2 separate regions of the Mus musculus genome follow, and region 1 is linked to region 2. The links are chromatin contacts, called in public promoter capture Hi-C maps. All regions are on one chromosome and are shown on one strand. The core of a region is the stretch at or near the end of the contact, and the rest is flanking DNA. Distances in the headings are between cores, read along the strand shown.

Region 1 (3,112 bases), core at 17-2,516, about 23 Mb after region 2:
TCCCCGCGCCTGCCGCCGGAAGTGACGTCACCACGAGCCCCTGCGCTCCTTGCACAATACCGCGGCGCTAAGCCGCCAAAGCCCGCCCGCTCCGGGACCTTCGGGCTTCTCCCCTCCCCCCACCGCCGACATGTGCCCGGACCGCGCGCACGCAGCGCCCCAGCGGCCGGCGCTCCCGCCCGGCCGGCCCCCCCACCGCGGCAGCTGCAGCGCTCCCCCCACCCCGGCGCCCGACATACATAATGGAGGCGCCGCCGGCATGGCGAGCAGAGCCTCCCGGGGCTCCCCCGCCCCCACCCTCCCGCGGCGCTCGCCCCGAGGGGCCCCGGCAGGCCTGGGGCACGGTCCCCACCGCCACGCGCACCCATCACGCAACACTCACCCGCCACCTTCCGCCTTCTTACCTCCCGCCTGCTGTTGGCCCTGCCTCGCCCCTGGCGGCGCCACCGTCACCGCGAAGAGCGAGGTGGGGCCGCTGCTCTTGCCCGCGGCCTCCTTGCCGGCACCACGCTGCTGGGAAGGCTGCTGCTGCGCCGCCGCTGCCGGCGGTTGGGACTGCTGCTCCCCGTGACCGTTCTCGTCGCCCGCGCCCTCCTCCTCGTCGCCGAGCTCGTCTTCCCCCTCCTGGAAGCCCTGGTCGTCGCCGTTCTCGTCTTCCGACGCTGCCTCCTCTTCCTCCATCGCGCCGGCGTCAGCCGCCCCCGCCGCCCCGTTCTCCTCGCCCAGCTCCATCTGGTCGCCGTCCAGAGCGGCGATGCCCTCCTCCTCCTCGTCGTCTTCGGCGCCAGCCGCGGCCTCCTGCTCTAGGCCCGCTCCCGAGCGCCCGGCCGCATCGCCACCTAGGTCGAGACTGCCGTTCCCGGGCTCCATGGCGGGGCGGCCTCCTGCCTCGTTGTCCAGCGCGGCCTGGAGTCGATCCATGAGATCGGCCTTGAGGCCCTTGTCGGAGAGGCGCCGCTTCTTGAGCTCCTCCTTCAGCTCCGACACCTTCAGCTTCTTGACATTAACAGGCGAAGAACTCATGTTGAGGGCCCCGGTTCCCCGCTGACTGCTGGCTCCCTCGGCCTGTGGCGGCGGCGGCTGCTGCTGGTCGGCCCGGGCGGCGGCTGCGGCTGGAGATGGCTGAGTGCTGCTGCAGAACGGACCCGCCTGGTGTCGAACGGCGCCAATTCCTTTCACCGAGTTCGCGAGGCAAGACGCGGAGACTCGCCCGGCGCGAGCGAGCACGCAACGTCCTCTCGCAGGGGCGGCGCCGCGCACGTAATATAGGCGCCCCGCCCCCTGCCGAGGCGAGGCCCGCTAGAGCGGCTGCGCGCGCAGGCCCCGCCCCGCCCCCACTGCGCGACCTCCGCGCTGGGCCGGACCGCGCAAATGGAGGCTCTTAGAAGCCACCTTTCGGTTAAACGGACCCGCCGCAGTGGCCGCCGGCCTTTCCGGCTCTTGAGCCGCCGCGCTCCACCGGCGCTCTGCCTTCTGTGTCCTGGCGGAGGCTCTCCTCCACCCGCCTTCAGTCCTCACCTGGCATTTTCCACTCGAGAACAACCTCCTTTCTTCCATCTTAGTTTAGTTTTTTGGTTTTCGGGTTGTTTTTTTTGTTGTTGTTTCTTGGGTTTTTTTTTTTTTGTTTTGGTTTTTGTTTTTTTTTTTGTCCCTCCGGCTCTAGGTTTAAAAAACTCTTCAAGTTTCCACCGCTGCCCTGTAGAACACCCATAGGCGATTGTTATGCAAAGGTGGTGTTTTGTTTAGTTTTTCCACCATTTAACTGCGTTTTTAAATTTTACAAGTCCTGCCTTGCCAGTCGGACTTATTTTAAGTTCCGCAAGGGCGAGGCCAGAGCCTTTCTTTTGTCTCTTCCCCAACCAGTGGTGCAAGGTTTGGGAAAGAGGCTTGCTGTACTCCACCATGCCTAACAGCCATATAGAGCGGGCCTTGTGTTGCTACTCACCGTATTTTCTATTGACCTTTGAGTAAGCCTTAGATTTTCATGGAAGTTCCCCTCGTTGTACTATAAAGATAGGCCTCTGTCCCCTGCAAATCTGATCCACCAGTTTGGAGACCCTTTAATTACAGATGAGGAAGACAGCCAGCACCCAGCTAGATTATGCACTTTGATCCTCTCCCTGTTTTTTCAGCCACTCTAAACATGTTTGTATACCTGCTGACTTGTCTACAAACTGGTAGTAACAAAAGGCTGGGATTTAGTAAAAAAAGAAAACACCTGTAGTTCTATTACTTGGCAGAGTGAGGCAGAAGTATCAAGAGTTAAAAGCTAGCCTGGGCTACTTAGTAAATTCCAGGCTTATCTGGGTTGAATACCAGACCCTATCTCAAAAAAGAAAAGAAAAAAAATTATGATTTGTTTTCTGGCATTAAATATGTTGTGTTCTTGAAACTTTTATATAGAATTTAATTTCTACACTGGGGCCTTCCTGTGTAGATTGCACCCAAGCTATGCTTGGTGGTACATGTGTATAATTTCAACACTTGGGAGATACAGGTAAGATGATCAAGAATTCAGTGTCAGCCAGGCAGGCAGTGGTGACACCCAAGTTTGGCTCCAGCGCTCAGGAAGCAGAGGCACCCCACCCACCCACCCCCATCCCCTCACCCCCACCCCCACCCTGTCTATGAAGCCAGTTCCAGGACAGCCAGAGCTACACAAAGAAACCCTGTCTCAAGCTAAGCAACTAAGCAACTCAGTCAATAAAATTCATTGTCATCCTTGGCTACAAAAGTTCAAAGCCAGTAGGAGATACCTGAGACCCTGTCTTTACAAAAACCAAGCACACCAAAATGTGAAACTATATATACTGGTGCACTGGTGCTCTGGCAGTAAAGCTGTGGTCCCTGTATTCCTCCTGTTCATCTGAAACTTAACGGTACAGAAATGAAACCTATCTGTCCAATATAATTTAACCAATTAATAAAATGATTTGTTTATTTGGTTTTTTTTTTTTTGAAGGGTCTCTGTGGCCAAGGCTGGCTGTCTATGCCTCCTATGCACTGGAATTAGAAGCATGCATTACTGCTCCCTGCTGCAACCATTTTTAAAAAGCATTATCCCTGGGGGGCTGGTCAGACATCTTAGCAGTTAAGAACACTAGCTGTTCTT
Region 2 (2,951 bases), core at 256-2,755:
CTGTGCTGCTGGCAGAGGAAAGTCCCTGTCTGCACCCCCAAAGTCTCAAGCCCCGGGGAAGGGGTGGTGCATTCCAGAATCACAGAACAGTCTCAACACAAGACAAACTTACACACGGACACACACAGATACAAAAGTTAACGATCGATCGTCCTCTTCCAATAAGCCTCCAACTCTAGGTCTCAGGATGAGACTCGAGAGCCACGGCCCAGCCGGGCTGCCCCTTCTGGGGCGATGTGCTGCCCGGCAGCAACCAGTCTCCCCTACGCGCCCAGCGCCTACGGTCTCGGCTCGTCCTCGCGGCCGGGAGAGGCCCCGGCCGCACTTCGGGGACTCCCGCTGCTCAAGCTCCAGCCACTCGGGTCCCGGGGGCTCAGAAGGCCACGATGGCTGTGCTCCAGGGGCTCATGTCTCTCAGCACCGGCTTGTCGCAGCAGATCTGCCCCGGCTCGGCGGCTTCCGGGCCGCCCTCCTCCGCCTCCTCTTCCTCTCGGCCGCCTGCGGGGCTTTTCCGTAGGAGTCCCGAGAAGCTAGACCCGAAGATGCTGATGAGGTTTGCCACGTTCCCGGTCTCCATCTCCTCGTCGGTGTCGTCCTCGCCGGTGACTGGCTGCTCCTCCGAGTTCCGGCGCGGCTTCTTGAGAGGGGTAGAGCCGGGTGCCGAGCAGCTCGCGCGGCCGCCACCCACTCCCGCTGCGCCACGCTTCCTGGGACACGGGGCGGGTGGCGCGGGGGACCCGTCCTCGGAGGACCGCTCCTCCACGGCCGGGGGACAGCCGCACGGGCGGCGCACTGCCCGGGGCCCCTCGGGGCACGCGTCCGAGCCACCTCCTGAAGACGCCGCGCGCGGACGCTCCACGCGGCCCCAAGCAGCTGCCGCCGAGTCCTCCTCTCCGCCCCGGAGAGCTTCCCCCGATCCGGCCACCGCGGCCACCGGTTCTGAGCTTCCCGCTCCGGGCGTGTGGCACACGGAGGGACGCTGAGGCTGAGGCTGCGGCTGAGGCTCGGGCTCCGGCCAGGCGGCACGGGCGACCGGCGGGGGCGGCTCTCCCCAGCCGGAGGGTGGCCCGGCTACAGGCTCTCCAGGCTGCTGAGGCGGCGGCACCGCCGGGGTCCCCGCAGGGCCAGCCAGGTAGAGGCCAGGGCAGGGGTCACTCAGGTAGACTTGGCGGGCGCTGCGCAGCACCAACGACACCAAGAGGTTCTTGTGCAGCTTGATGCCGCCGCGCTGGACCCGCGAGTTGTAGATCTTGCCCAGGGAGATGCTGACGATGCGGTGAGCCTCCAGCTTGAACTCCATCCTGCCTTCGCTTCCAGACGATAGGGTGAACGCCTGCTTGCCTTCTGAAGCTGCGAGAGGAGCTGTAGGCGGGATCAGGTCTTCCTCTGTGGTTGTACCCTCGGCGTCTGAAAGCTCGGTGGAGAAAAGACCTGGTGACGCGTAGTCCCCCTCCGCCGCTTCCCTTCAGACAACAGAACCGTTCTGAGCCGGACTCTAAACTGAGCGCTGCGGGGCCACACTGCACCTTATATATGCTCCTCGAACGCCAATCACAAAGCGCCGCTAACCGTTCTGGGCGGGCAGATGTGCCTCGTGCTCCGCCCCCGACCAATCAGAGGCAGAGGAGGGGCCCCAGGGCCTGTTCAAACGTTAGTCCCGCGGAGCAAGCTCTTAAAGGGGGAGATTGCAGGCAGCCCATTGATCATGTGCGGTGGGATTTGTGTTCAGAGGCGTTGATAGAGGAGAACGAGGCCCACAGAACTGTATGTAGTAAGGGATTCCGCTTTGTGATGTACCTTAGCACACTGACTGGAACTTTCATTCGTTTAGTGTGCTGGAATCTACTGCACAATAAAATTCAGTTCCTTTCATACACAATTTCCAGCTGCTCATAGCTGTTTCAGCTGTAATTTCTGGTCATTCTTGGCAGAAATGGAAGCGATGACAATATATGACAACTAGCACGATATATTTGAGATATTATGTTGGAGTTAGCCCCTTTCCCATTAGCGTTATACTCAGCATTTAACTACAAACAAAAGGGAACGTTCTAGAAATACCCAAGCTTCTGCCTTATGAAGGAACAGAATTCAGGTACAACGTTGTTTGTTCTCACCTAAAGCTGGCATCTTTCATTTCGTTCCCCAGATTCTCAGTTATCACATATTTTAAATGGAAGATGTTACCTATTTCTCCACAATGGTTTTCTTTGTTTGTCTGTTTGTTTAATACCCCCCCCCCACACACACACACAATAAGTAACTGATCTATTTTGGGGGAAATCTAGTAAGTTCTAAAAATACAAATAAGTTCTGGTTTCCCATGTTGATTATGTAAATTGTTTTTTGTCAAGTATGGGGGGAGGGTTCCTAAAATTTTTCTGGTCAGTCAATGTAGTCCCATCCACTGAGTCTTGCAAATCCCTGTCAGAAGGACCATGACAAGATTGTACTGGTGCCTGATGGCTCTGTAAATTGCCTTATGGCCCTGAAGTTTCAAATATAAAATGAAGAAATCACAGATACACCTTCTTTATTACACAGAAGATAAATGGCAACTCTCAGAGTCAATCTAAATAATAAAGTTAACCACAGCTTACACGGTGTCTATGTGAAAGGTTTGCCTGACCCTACAATAGGTTTGGCCATTTACATGGAAGAAATACTAGTGAGAGGTAGGCTTGATTAAGAGCCAGTTCACAACCAGGATGCCTTCAGATCTGATGGTTTGGGGGATGCTAACTTTGGCCACTATTACTGCTACAACTGAAGCCCAGAGTCCCTCCCTTCTAGGAATTCTCAGCCCACATAGAGAAGGAGAGAAAATAATTATAACATGTAGCAACAGCAACATATGTTCAGTAATAGCATGAGGTTCTTCTCCGTTTTCTCTCTTGGAAAATCTTTTTTATTTTATTTTATTTTTTGACAAATATTTATTGGGTATTGAA

The links. Promoter capture Hi-C pulls out the DNA fragments that hold promoters and counts their contacts.
Region 1: a contact with region 2 is called in a promoter capture Hi-C map of cranial neural crest. The contact joins the promoter of Hnrnpu here to the promoter of Ier5 in region 2.

The regions. Positions count from the first base shown.
Region 1 is chr1:178,336,549-178,339,660 of GRCm38.p6, forward strand. Hnrnpu (heterogeneous nuclear ribonucleoprotein U) reads right to left here and starts at 1,267. Exons shown (of 14, transcript NM_016805.3): 1 at 405-1,267. The coding sequence starts at 1,023.
Region 2 is chr1:155,098,131-155,101,081 of GRCm38.p6, forward strand. It overlaps Ier5 (immediate early response 5), which reads right to left and starts at 1,506. Exons shown (of 1, transcript NM_010500.2): 1 at 1-1,506. The coding sequence starts at 1,300. The coding sequence ends at 374.